2 separate regions of the Sus scrofa genome follow, and region 2 is linked to region 1. Evidence: chromatin contacts called from public Hi-C data. All regions are on one chromosome and are shown on one strand. The core of a region is the stretch at or near the end of the contact, and the rest is flanking DNA. Distances in the headings are between cores, read along the strand shown.

The links. Hi-C and Micro-C count contacts between places; a contact is called where the count stands out from the background.
Region 2: a Hi-C map of liver shows a contact between it and region 1, with 1.9 times the contacts expected there. The contact joins two enhancer-like sites. A contact is called at or near these places in 3 of 47 Hi-C or Micro-C datasets (alveolar macrophages, embryonic fibroblasts and liver) and 2 of 2 datasets of contacts at active chromatin or transcription factors (alveolar macrophages and skeletal muscle).

The regions. Positions count from the first base shown.
Region 1 is chr9:67,022,258-67,028,500 of Sscrofa11.1, reverse strand. It overlaps SRGAP2 (SLIT-ROBO Rho GTPase-activating protein 2), which reads right to left. Exons shown (of 23, transcript XR_002335789.1): 5 at 992-1,054. Among named protein-coding and RNA genes, the nearest start is that of IKBKE, 98 kb to the left of the region's middle. Within about 2 kb of position 4,935, at least 52 of the 83 cell types and tissues checked have an H3K27ac peak or open chromatin away from gene starts, as enhancers often do. A contact at or near this core is called in alveolar macrophages and liver, where this site is marked.
Region 2 is chr9:66,922,596-66,929,174 of Sscrofa11.1, reverse strand. All of the region lies in intron 2 of SRGAP2 (SLIT-ROBO Rho GTPase-activating protein 2), which reads right to left. Among named protein-coding and RNA genes, the nearest start is that of FAM72A, 86 kb to the right of the region's middle. Within about 2 kb of position 4,599, at least 11 of the 83 cell types and tissues checked have an H3K27ac peak or open chromatin away from gene starts, as enhancers often do. A contact at or near this core is called in alveolar macrophages and liver, where this site is marked.

The DNA of each region.
Region 1 (6,243 bases), core at 3,686-6,185:
GAACACGGAATTCTCTGATTCCAAATGCCTGTGATACTTGTCGCCACTGCCTGTCTTCCTGTGAATTAAAAAAAAAGAAAAAGGGCAGTGCATAAGCAAATAAACACAGGAAATCAATTTCACCTCCAAAACAGGATGGGGCAACCCTGGAGAGGACACAAGGCCTGGCACAGCCCAACTGGAAAAGGGGGCCCTGGAATGGCTTTAGAAGCACAATCGGAACAGTGCCTGTATGGCAGCAGGAATTTCCTCAGTGTGCGTGTGTGTTTTTAAAATTATAATTAACGCAACATGGCTGGGGGAAAAACAACCCCCTCTACCTCCCAGTGCATGAAGAAACATGCAACAGCCACAGGCATCATGTGCCTGAAGCTCCAGTCACTTTAGAACAGATTGTGTTTTCTTCTCCAAACCCAAAACCTGGCCCTTCACTGAGGCTTGGCCTTTCTAAAAGCCCAGGGAGTCAATGCAAGGCTCTCTCTGCCTGAACTGGTCCCTTATGTTAGGGGCATTTAGGATTCTGTGCTTCCCTCTAGAGCACCTGCTCTGGTTTCAAACCACTACATCAATCCAAGAACTGATGCAAATCTATGAACAACAGCGCCTTTACCACTGGGCACAAATCATTCACGGAGTGATGCACACTATGCTCCTTGCCATTAGGCTCGGGGTCCCTGGTTGGCTGCTAATGAGGGTCAGTTGTGCTGGTGATCGAGGATCTTGGCTGCTCCCTGGTGATTACGCCCCAAAGGAAGCCACCGTTAGTTTGCACAGCTGAAAAGGGATCTTATTTTGAGAAAGCATTTTTTTGGGCTCATTCCAGTTTGAAAATAAGAGGGCGAAAAAAGAGATGGGTGGAGTTGTCCCCAGTGGGGACCATGCACTGTCCTCAACCTCAGCTCAGTTCTGCTGCTGACGTGACAATGGCCATGAGCTGCCAAAGGCTGCTTCCCTCTGCTTGTCAAAGAGCCAAGCAACCCGTCCGATTTACCGAGTAGAGCTCATTCAGGACCTTCATCAGATCATCTTGGAGCTGCTGGCCGACTTCTTTGCTCTGCAAAGAAAGAGGAATGAAGGTTAACTGGGCAACAGAAGGAGGAGGGAGGGGCAACAAAGGCAAGAGCAGTGCTGGCTCCGCAAATAACACAGATGTAATTAAGGCCCATCATTGAACCCAGCAAATCAGATAACCCCTCTGATCAGATCAAACTATGGTCAGATTACTCAAAGAGTTTTAATAAAATGAAACGGGCCCCTTCTAGAGCCCAGCAAAGGCAAAATCATGCAGAGGGAAAATGGGTCAAAGCCTTTGATTTTTCAACTGGTCCCCAAAGAGCAGGCCAGAACGGCACACCCTACTTAGCAACTGTTGTTAAGTGGACAAGCTTTCTTGGATACTCGTAGTCAAGCATTCTGAGAACTGCAGAGGGAAGTAAGATGCGAAAGAGGATGAGAGAGGCATGTGTACGTAAACATCCAAGGACTTCAAAGTACCTGACTCCATAAGAATCTCCAAGCAAGGAGAAGTTATCCCTCTTACTTGCTTTATTTTTACCCCAAACTCTCAGGGCAGTGATACCTCAATCCTGATTGGTTGCTAATGTTACTCGAGTCTGATAATATATGTTACGGGGTGTCTGATTGGTTAATCTCAAGCCCTGGTGGCTCTCAGGTTCTTCACCGCTGCTTCCCAGGGCTAGCATCTAACTACATGGGAGAAGGGTAGAAACAGAGAAGAACAAGGAAGCAGGAAGGAAATAAGAGCCACGCCTTGGATACCGAGTGTTTAATGCCAAGTCCATGAGAGCAGGGCATAAAACTGATTGGCATCGCTGTGTCATTGAGAGGGGAAACCCTTGTTTTATCTTCTGCCAGATCCTTCTAGTTCTTTCCTACTAAGAATCAGATACCAGCAATGCCCTTCTAACAGAAGGTAAAATGCTACCCACTGCTATAGCTCGGCTCCCAGGCAAAGAAAGGAAGAGGTTTTGCATATCAGAAACATAACCATTTAAGGTCTTGCTTTTTTTCAAAATAAATGACTTCAGGGAGTTCTCTTTGTGGCGCAGCGGAAACAAATTCGACTAGTATCCATGAGCATGCGTGTTTGATCCCTGGCCTCGCTCACTGGGTGGGGGATCCGGCGTTGCTGTGAGCTGTGGTGTAGGTCGAGGTATGGCTTGGGTCCCACATGGCTGTGGCGTAGGTTGATAGCTGCAACTCTGATTGAACCCCTAGCCTGGCATCTTCCATATGCCTCGAGTGCCGCCCTAAAACAAACAAACAAACAAACAAACAAACAAAGATATGTGACTTTAAAATTCTTTTTTCTGATTACAAAAGGAATATGTGTTTATACCATACATCAGAAAACTGTAGGAAACCTGAAAAGACAAAAGTAACCCTTAATTCCTACCCCTAAAACATCACTACTCTAAACTTTGTTATACATTTTTCTTTTTTTTAAACTTTGTTGTACATTTTTCTAATCTCTCTATGACTTTTATGGGATTGGAATTGCATTATACACACTATAACTTTCCCCCCTCGAGGTCTATTGTGAACATTCCCCTACATGTTATTCTTCTATAATTACAATAGATTATATTGATGTACATTGATATAATGTCCAATTCTTGGACATTTACTTTGCTTACAAATTTTTATAATAAAACATGCTGTATTTAGTTACTCTGTATATAACCTATGCACAAACCTGTCATCATTTTCTCCTAGAAGTAACACTGCTGAGTCAGACTGCTAATTTATACCATTAACTGCCCTCGAGAAAAAAAAAAATGGACCCATATAAAATCCCCCCAGAAGCATATGAGAATGTTTTTTTACTTTTCTTGGGTCTGAACAGTTTGATATGGTATCCTATTTTAATTTACAGTTCTTTGACTCTAGGGAGCCCGAAACTTTTTTTTTCTCCCATGTTAACCAGTCACTTTCACTTTTCTTTTACGCTTTACCGTTTTTCTATTGAGGAATTAATTATGGAACATAACATATGTGTGACCTTTGTTGCAAGTAGATATGAATTTTTACACCTGGCCGTGTGGAGAGGGATGAAAGGAGCCCTGAATCAGCAATCACAAGACTCTTCTATTTCCAGCTCTCACACCATCAAGAAGATAACTTTGGAGGACAACCTGGGCCATTTCGCTGGACCTCTGTTTTCTTTTTTATAAAATGAAAGTCTTCGGCTTAAATATTCCCAGGGTCTTTCGCAACGTCTGCCATTCAATCATAATTCTTCGTGATCCTTCACCTGGCTTCTTGAGTCTGTATCAGACCCAAATACCACCCACTTCCATGTCTCATGGGTTGGTCTCCCTCCACAGAGCAGAAGATACTGAGCAAGTTCTGGGGACAGAGCTGCTCTACAAAATGCTGGCTGGCTTCAGGAGTCCCTTGCCGGTCTTAAATTTACTCTTCCCAAATGACTCTCATGCAATGCCGTCAACCACTAGAAGAAACCACAAGAGCAAAGGCCTCTCATGCAGGACCTCATATTCCCATGATGAGGAGAGCTGAGCTCCACTAAAGCAGCAGAGGTCAGAGGAGGTGAGGTGAAGGGAAACGACACACCCACCAGCTCCAGAGTCAGCACCGAGGCCAGAAAGTGGCCGTGAGCAACATTTCCAAATGCCCTGCCCTCCTGCCTCCAGGCCAGCGCCCCCTGCCAGCCTCCCTTACACCTCCCTGTGTTTAAATGGCAGAGGTTACAGGAGGAAGCTCCCATCCCTCTACCCTGCTGCTTAGCCCCGATTGCAATAACCTTAGCCCCAGAGGAGGTGGGAAGAGGAGCGGGAGAAAAAGCATAACCAATAAAACAGCAATGAAGCCCAGGCAGGTGTTTCCTTTCGAGGACTGATTTGTTGGAAAAGGACCGACTCAACTATTATCCCTGTTTATTTGAACAGGCTGCAGAAGTGATTCTGACTTATTCTCCCTCTGGCTAAGGGCTGGGCTGGGAACTCACGTGTTGCTAGCCTGGTCACAGTTATGCTAAAGCCCCCAGCGTTTGTGCAATTCTGACTCTGAGAAGAGAGGCAGGCAATGGTCTGTACCTCTCCTTTCCTAGAGGATAAAAGGTCACCGTTCTCTATTTCAGAAACCTTGACTGTGTGCCTCTGGGGGTGAGGGTGGCCCCAGTGACCCCAAAAACGGCTTCCGCACTGCTGTGGAGCAGTTGTCAAAGCTGGGAAGCTACAAGGGAGCTCCACCCAAAGACAAGGGGGACGTTTATGCCTGGGAACAACAGGACCTGAAGGGGCCGAGTCCATGACAATGCAGACTCTGGAGCCTTTCCGCTTCCTATAAAAAACAGCAAGGGGTCTCTCGGCAGGGAAGAGAAAGAGAATTTACAGAGCAGTCTTGATGCATATCACACAGCCTGCATCTCTTTTCTTTAAAATTTCTTGGAAGAGAATGAGTCATCTAAACATCGCAGGAAACCAAAAAGAAGTCGAGGGAAAAAATTACTTTGGGCAAAGTTTTGCTCTTAAATGTCTGCATAGTAATCTTTGCCTGGAAAAAAAAAAAAAAAAGATGCCTAAATTTAGACCAGAGATGTGGCACAGTTAAACAATGCTGGTTCTCTGAGAGAGGAAGTGCCATGGGGTGCGCAGGCAGGAGCTTTTATTTTGAAACTCACCACAACCATTTGGCCAGTGAGTTTCTGGGGGGGCTGGGTGGGGGGCACTCTGCCTGCTGCCGGGGCGGGGCTGATCGGAAGGCAGTGAGATTGCAACAGCTCCTGCCAGCTGTGTGCTTATTTACCAAAGGGGCAGGGAACCCTCCTTTTCCAACAGATAACAGCAATGGACGACAGAACCGAAACACACAGCCTCCTTTCCCCAAGACCGTCACATTCCGGAACCTCCTCACTCCCAGAAAGGATAGAGCAGCAGAAATATAAGGAAACGTGAGGTTCCGTGGCCTGAGCAGGATGTCGGGACACGAGGCTGGTCACTCATCTTTGGAGCGAGACGTAGCCTGAGCTTGGATGGGTTTGTCTATTAGCTTTTCCCAAAGAACACCGCTAATGAAGACATTTTTAACTCTCATCAGAGATTACCTACTAAATGATACTCTAGGTACTTGGCTCAGCATGCGTGTGCTTTCCGAGTTAGGGAGAAGGGGCTGTTTAATGGCCATCTATACTACAGAGCTGTATTATTTGACAGGCACAGAATTACCCCTTATTTGTATTAGAAAAAAGGGGGGGGAGGCCTGTCTCTGCTGTGTGGTGAGAGCTCATTTCAGCCCTGTCCCAAGGCTGAGCCTGTCAGCAGGTAGAAACAGTAGGGTCATTTAGTTCTCTGCCGATTAGCCTGTGTCAGCAGTTTTCTAAAAAAGAATCCAATTTTCAAGGGCATATATCTCTCTCTGCCAGCGCCCCACCCCCTCCCTACCCCAAAGGCACTTCTGAGGGCAACTGTTAAGAAAGAAAACCTAGTTTCAAATCGGATTTACATTTACAGATTTCAGGGGAAAGAGAGGTGAACGCTATACAAGGCTCTGGCAGCAGCAGAAGTGTCACCAGATGTAGAGTGACAGTGTCAGAGGCATTGGATCACCACTTCAAAGAGGCCAAGTTTGAAGAGCTGGAGCTTTGCCTGAAGTGCTTTTGGTGGGCAGGACGAGGCTAAAAGGAGTGGCTGTCTGGCACCAGGGTCAGTGCTTGGTGACAATGGGCACTGTGTCTGGCCCCTCCCCAACCCAACTCAGCCCATCCAAACAGGTGGTGCAGGATGCGGCTGCAGGGGTACAGGGGGTGTGATCATGCGCGTCAAAACTCAGGAGGGACTTCTAGATTCCTCTGGGGCCAAGCTACTTCTATCTATGCAAGGGGACTCTTTCTATACCGCTTTCACTCAAAAATCCCCATGATGTGAGTTTCCTGGTGGCTTAGTGGGTTAAGGATCCAGCATTGTCACTGCTGTGGCTCTGGTTACTGCTGTGGCATAGGTTCAATCGATCCCTGGCCCAGGAACTTCTGCATGCTGCAGGTATGGCCAAAAAAACGAAAAAAAAGAAAAAAATAAAGGATAGCGTATGATGGCTCTAGCAGGCCTGTGCTCTAGTTATATACTCTGAGGAGCCCACGGGAGCATAAAATACAAATACACTGAATTGCAAGACTTTTATAGAAAGGCAGGCTGGGAGCTGCCTCAAGAGGGACATTTGAAGTGCTTTTACCTTCTGAAGATAAGGCAGAATAGGATTTAAAAA
Region 2 (6,579 bases), core at 3,350-5,849, 99 kb after region 1:
GTCTTTCTGTTATGTTCACCTGACTCGCTGGTCTCCAGTCACACCGGCCTCTCTGTTCACAGAACATGCCAAGCATGCTCCTGCCCCAAGGCCTTTGCATACGCTTTCCCTTGGCTTGAAGCATACTTCTCCCCACATTCATATGGGTAGTTCCCTCCACTCAATTCTTTGTCCAAACGTTGCCTTGTCAGAGCAACCTTTGTGGCCATTCCATTTGAAAGAGCCCCTGACACTATCAATGCCCTTAGCCCCTTTTATTTTTCTTTAAGACACTTATAAATCTATTTAAGAGTTTATTTATCAGCTTATTCTCCCACCAGAACTTAAGCCCCATGACAGCAGGGACTTCACATTGTTTCCTGCTGATCTCTGGTGCCATAGCGCCAAATGCATAGTAAAGCACTCAAGGAATATTCATCGAATGAATGCATGTAGATCTCTTTTGGTGTCATGGAAGTTGCAGCATTTTATTGCAGTCTTCTATGTACTTTTCAGTTTTGCTTGGATTTTTTAATGAGCCTTTCCTATTTTATAAGCAAACCACAGCTACTCCTTTAAATGTTAAAAGAGAAAACCAAGCAAAAATCAAAGGAGGGATGCATTATCTAATCAGCTCTGCTATATTTTGACAAGTGTTTTTGCCCCATTATTTATGAGAGCCGCCAAAGAGTTCACAATGTAATGCCCACAGGGTATTTTTCATAATTAATGAAACTTTTTAGGAGGAAACTTTACTGGAACCAAAGTTTTAACTGCCTAGGGCTGACCAACGAGTACAAAGGCAAGGCTCCCAAGTGAGATGAAAATTGGCACAGTTTTCCTAACTATCACTTACCACTGTAATACTTTTTCAATATTGCTGCCATAATCTAGATGCCAGAGTCTGTTAGCATCCTGCAAACTACAGCGTGATGGTCTTAGGTAATACATACATAGAAAATAAAAACGTCACTTTCAAATAACGAGACACTTCTGAACATGTAATAATCAGGGTCACAGAATCACAGGGGCCAGTGAGAAGACGATAAAGGGCCCCCATGAGCCCGTGACACACATGCCCCCAGGAAAAGTTCCTGTCCCTCCAACCAACCCACAGCAACAGCCAGCAGTGTCATTCAGTAAGTGGAATGAACTGCTTCCTCCACTCCTAAGAGGCTCTGAGGAAAATGGAGATCAGAGGGCCACTCCCCTGTCACTGAGCACTGGGGCCCAATGGCAACGTCAAGGTATGAGCAGCCAGGCCATGGTTTCAGTGTCTTGCCTTTACATGCTCAACTCCAGTGTTACCTACCTCTTCTGCTCTTTTTGTGATGATGAAGGAAGCAGCAGTGGGAAATATGTAGTTAAAACCATTGATGGTATCCCGCATTTAGAAATAAAATTTTAAAACGACACTTAAGTCATTTTTTTTTAGAGTCCAAAATACAAAAATTCCAAACATTAGGTCAAGAAATCAAGTTGCTCTCTCTCTTTTTTTGGCCAGGCCAAAGCATGCAGAAGTTCCTGGGCCAGGGATTGAACCCGTGCTACGGTAGTAACAAAGCCACAGCAGTGAAAACCCTAGATCCTTAAACTGCTGAACCACAACGGAACTCCACCTTATTTTTAAAAAATGTATTAGCAAGTCACTAAATTTCCAACCACATTTTAATGAAGTTGGTCCCAAATTAAGCACGATATTTTTATCTTCAAATGTGTTTTAACAAATCACACGCCTTCTTTCATAATTTATTTAATAAATTAAATTGCGCACATCACTTGCTAAATGAGAAAAATTATCTTTATATATAATGGAGGCTATTAAATTTTTAAGTCCATGTTAAAATAAACTGCACACTATAATTGCAATAATGTTGATATAAAAGAAAACACTTTACCTAAATTCAATTCTTTATCATAGTTCAAAAAGTAACAAGATTGTTTTTTAAATTCTTGAAGAGGTTCGCAAATTATTTTACTCTGAAAGGAGTTCATAAATTTGAAAATGTTGCAAAATGCTAGTCTCATATAGAAGTCTTTTTGGTCAGATTCCAGGAATTTTAACCAATTTCATTTCTCTTGACCCTCAGCCTGCCTTTTCAAGGAAGCTAATCTCTCAGAGAAAGACTAAGTTATTGCAGTGTGAAGAGCCCAGAATCGGGAGAAAGGGTACAGTAGGAAAATGCAGTAGACAAGCCTAGCCTGGTCTAGGGCATGGAGAATCAGGGTAAACCAAAGGAAGAAGCAGGAAAAGTACTCCAGCCCAGAGGGAACAGCATGTGCAAAGGCCCAGAGGCCAGACAGAGAAAGCCACGTGCAAGGAATTGAAATAATCTGAGAAATTCAGAGAAGCCAAAGAATATAGAGTTTAAGTGAGAGGGTGAGAAAAGATGAGAGTGATTAAAACGAGAGGCAGGGGTCAAGCCCTGGAGAGTACTGCAAATAGTCTGAAGAAGAGCGGAATTTTTCCTCAGAGCAATGGGAAACCATTAACACATGGAGTAGAAATTAGATAAGCAAACTACAGTGTTTTTAATGACCTAAGTGTTCCACTCCAACAGAGAGCCAAAGTAGAAAGGAAATGTGAGACTTTTTATTTTTGGAGGGTTCAAGGCTTTTGAGACTCTTCATATAATGGCTCCCTCAACCTGAATACTCCAAAGAAAGCAAAATGCAAATGCCCCACAAAACACAAAGAGCCTGGCTGTCCAAGTATCAGCCAAAAAACCACCACCGGCTCTGATCTTTTGAATAGATCTGTAGCATCATTTAGACATGAGAGGCGGCAGCAGGGTATCTGCATGAGTGAGATTTGGGTTTCTGGGTTTCACTTTCCTTGTCTGAGAAACTGCGATTAGTATTTATCCTCTGCCTACCCACCTCACACCGTTTGAAGGCCACGTCTCAAACAATTAAGTGGAAAGGATTTTACCAGCTGCTTTGACTCAATCCCACAGACAAGAAGAAGTAAATGCTTCAGAATGTACAGTTAAAAGGCCGTCTGATCTCACTGCACACCCCTGAAAAAACATGCCACTGTTCAAACCCATAGATGGGTGTGTATTCACAATTTGTCAGCAGGAACAAAATTCAAAGTAAAGTCAGCTGACAAAAAACAAAACAAAACAAAACAACAACAACAGGGAGTTCCCATTGTGGCTCAGGGGTTAACGAATCCGACTAGGAACCATGAGGTTGTGGGTTCGATCCCTGGCCTCAATGGGTTAGGGATCCAGCATTGCCGTGAGCTGTGGATAGGTCACCAATGCGGCTTGGATCTGGCATTGCTGTGGCTGTAGTGGAGGCCGGCGGCTACAGCTCCGATTCGACCCCTAGCCTGGGAACCTCTATATGCCGCTAGTGCGGCCCTAGAAAAGGCAAAAAAGACAAAACCAAAACCAAAAAACTCCACAAAAAACAAACACAAAAAAAACTAAAGCAAATAAAATACAAACTAAAGACATTAAAACTCTGCTCTTGATTCAGTCTGTTTCCACAGTTATGGGGCAGGCTTGGTCCACCTGCAGCTGAGTAAATTAGCCTGCATTTGGGAGACTGGGGTTCTAGATCTGCAACTTGCATTGTATTTTTTTTTTTGGAAGCTCCCAGGCGAGGGGTCGAATCGGAACTACAGCTGCCAGCGTACACCAGAGCCACAGCAACAGGGGATCTGAGCCGCGTCTGCAACCTACACCACAGCTCACGGCGATGCTGGATCCTTAACCCACTGAACCAGGCCGGGGATCGAACCTGCAACCTCATGGTTCCTAGTCAGATTGGTTTCCGCTGCACCACGACAGGAACTCCGCTTTGTATTTTGTTGTTGTTGTTGAATTAGTCATGATTTTATATGTCCCCAAAAGTTACTGCCGATTTTAAACATCAAAGAGAAAGTAAAAGCATTGTGCTGTGGGTTCTATCCGAGAAAAACATCCAGTTCCTATTGTTTTGGTCGTCAGGGTTTTTAAAGGACATTCTAGAAAATCACCTTAAATTATTTAATGCAGCTCCAGACTTTTAGGCAGAGATTCTGTCCAAATTTACCTTTTAAAATATTTTTGAAAATATGAACATAATGTTTAGAGTAAAAGACATGAAATTACACAGTAGCCTGACTGGATGAACCCCATTCCCTTAGAAATTTCATTTTCCTTTCCAATAGAGTGACTTCTGCAACTTTTAGAAAAGAAACCCCTATTCTAGCTCTTTATCATGAAATGGCAGAGTTCTCCATAGGAAAGGCTGGGAGCACAGTTCCTCTAATTCCTAAGCTCTATGCCGGAGCATTTTACACACAGTCTGTACTATGACACTCAACACAATGTGTGGTAATTAGCAATTTACATCTGTCTTTGCTGCCAGGCTAGGAGCGCCCCAAGTCTGAGACCATGTCTTATTCATTGTTACATCCCAGCACCTAGCACAGCGTTGGCATAAATGTTGAATTGAAATAAATGGAAATGAGTTATGCTTTCCCTGTCTTCCACAACGAATCTTTGGCAGATTCCGACAAAGCCCCAGAGTTAACTACGTGCAGATCCTGGGGCAGCCAGACTCACAATGAGGACTTCAGCCTAATTACCTCTTTCTCCCCTCTTCCTTCCCCTTCCCTCTCCACCTCCAGCGGGAGTTCCCACTGGAAATTGCACAACTCTTTGTGTGGAGAGAAACAACCAGCTTAGTTCCTGTTGACCTGAACAGCATAATGTTCTGGCGCAATAATGTCTAACTTCATAGAAGAATAATCAGCCCAAATCCAGGTTCCTTTTTAACTAAGAACTGTCATTCCAATGTCAACTTTTTTTCTTTTCTTTCTTTCTTTTTTTGCGGGGGTGGGGGTGGGGGCTGTGCCTGAAGTATGTGGAAGTTCCCCGGCCAAGGACTGAACCCACATCACAGCAGCGATCCCAGTCACTGCAGTGACAATGCCAGGTCCTTAACCTGCTGCACCACATGGGAACTCCCCAACTTCAACTTCTATCTCACAAAGCTAGCACCTTCCAAGGCACCACTTCTCTCTCTTCACCAGTCTCATAATAAGCAAATACAACTTTAGGGTAGGCTAAAGCAATGTTTTAATTTTTCTGATTATGACCTATCATGAGAATACATGTTACACTGTGACCCAATACACACACACACAACTAAAAAAAAAATTGATGCAATATTTACCTTTTCTACATCCAATGCACTTTGATAGTTTCTATCCCCCCCTCCTTTTTTTAAATGCTATTTTATTTACATTTCCAAAGAGGTAGTGAGTGGTTGACAGAATTGGTTTCACAACCTGCTTGGTAAAGGGGTTACAATCTGGGAGTCAAAAACACAGTCAAACCTATCTGTGGATAAGTCTCTGGTCAGTGTTTTCAAAATCTATTTGGAGATTTGAGGCAATAACACAACAGCTCTTGAAACTAAAACACATTGAAAATCAGGTACATAAGATGAAATCCTCATCTAGAACAAACCATGCCACGCCACAATCTTCCTGTGGAAAACCATGCCATCACTGGGCTTCTCAGCATAAACAGAGGGACTTGGTACAAAGGTCAGAGTTAGACGGGATCCAGATATTCCTAATATCCAACTGAGCCAAGAGAGAACTACGTCCCCCCCAGTGAAACAACTCGACAGTGATGCTCTGGCTGTGTTTTTCTGGGAATGAAGGTGGGTAATGAAGAGAGTGATGCAGCCTAACCATCTCTTCCTGGAGTCTGAGTTTCAAAAGGCTTTCCCATCAATTTCTTCACTTAAATGCTTCTAGAAAGTTCCTGTCCAGAATTAGAAAGTATCATGCCAGTGGTACAGAAAAGTGCTTCAGGGAGCTCTCTTGTGATGCTGCGGGTTAAAGATATGGTGTTAAAACTGCAGCAGCTCAGGTTGCTGCTGTGGCATGGGTCTGATCACTGGTCCGGGACTTCCACATGCTGCAGGCATGGCCAAAAAAAAAAAAGTTTCAGAATGCTCTCTGGGGTAAGAGGGTTAACAGTAAGGTAACACCTTGAGAAACTAACTAAAATTATACCAAATATGCCAAAAATCATATGTGAGATTCTTGAAGCAGAAGAAGGGGAGAAGCGGGGTTAAGAGAAACATGTGTGGAGTTCCCGTCGTGGCGCAGTGGTTAACGAATCCGACCAGGAACCATGAGGTTGTGGGTTCAGTCCCTGCCCTTGCTCAGTGGGTTAACGATCCGGCGTTGCCGTGAGCTGTGGTGTAGGTTGCAGACGCGGCTCGGATCCCGCGTTGCTGTGGCTCTGGTGTAGGCCAGTGGCTACAGCTCCGATTCAACCCCTAGCCTGGGAACCTCCATATGCCGCGGGAGCGGCCCAAGAAATAGCAACAACAACAACAACAACAAAAAAAAAAGACAAAAGACAAAAAAAAAAAAAAAGAGAAACATGTGGACTTCGTGTTCTGTGGGCCAGGGAAGGGTGGGAGGGAGGAATCTTACCAATGGACTGCATCTCAAAAAAGCCCAGGTTTGTTGTTCCCGTCGTGGCTCAGTAGTTAATGAATCTGACTAGGAACCATGAGATGGAGGGTTCAATCCCTGGCCTTGCTCAGTGGGTTAAGGATCCAGCGTTGCGTGAGTGGTGG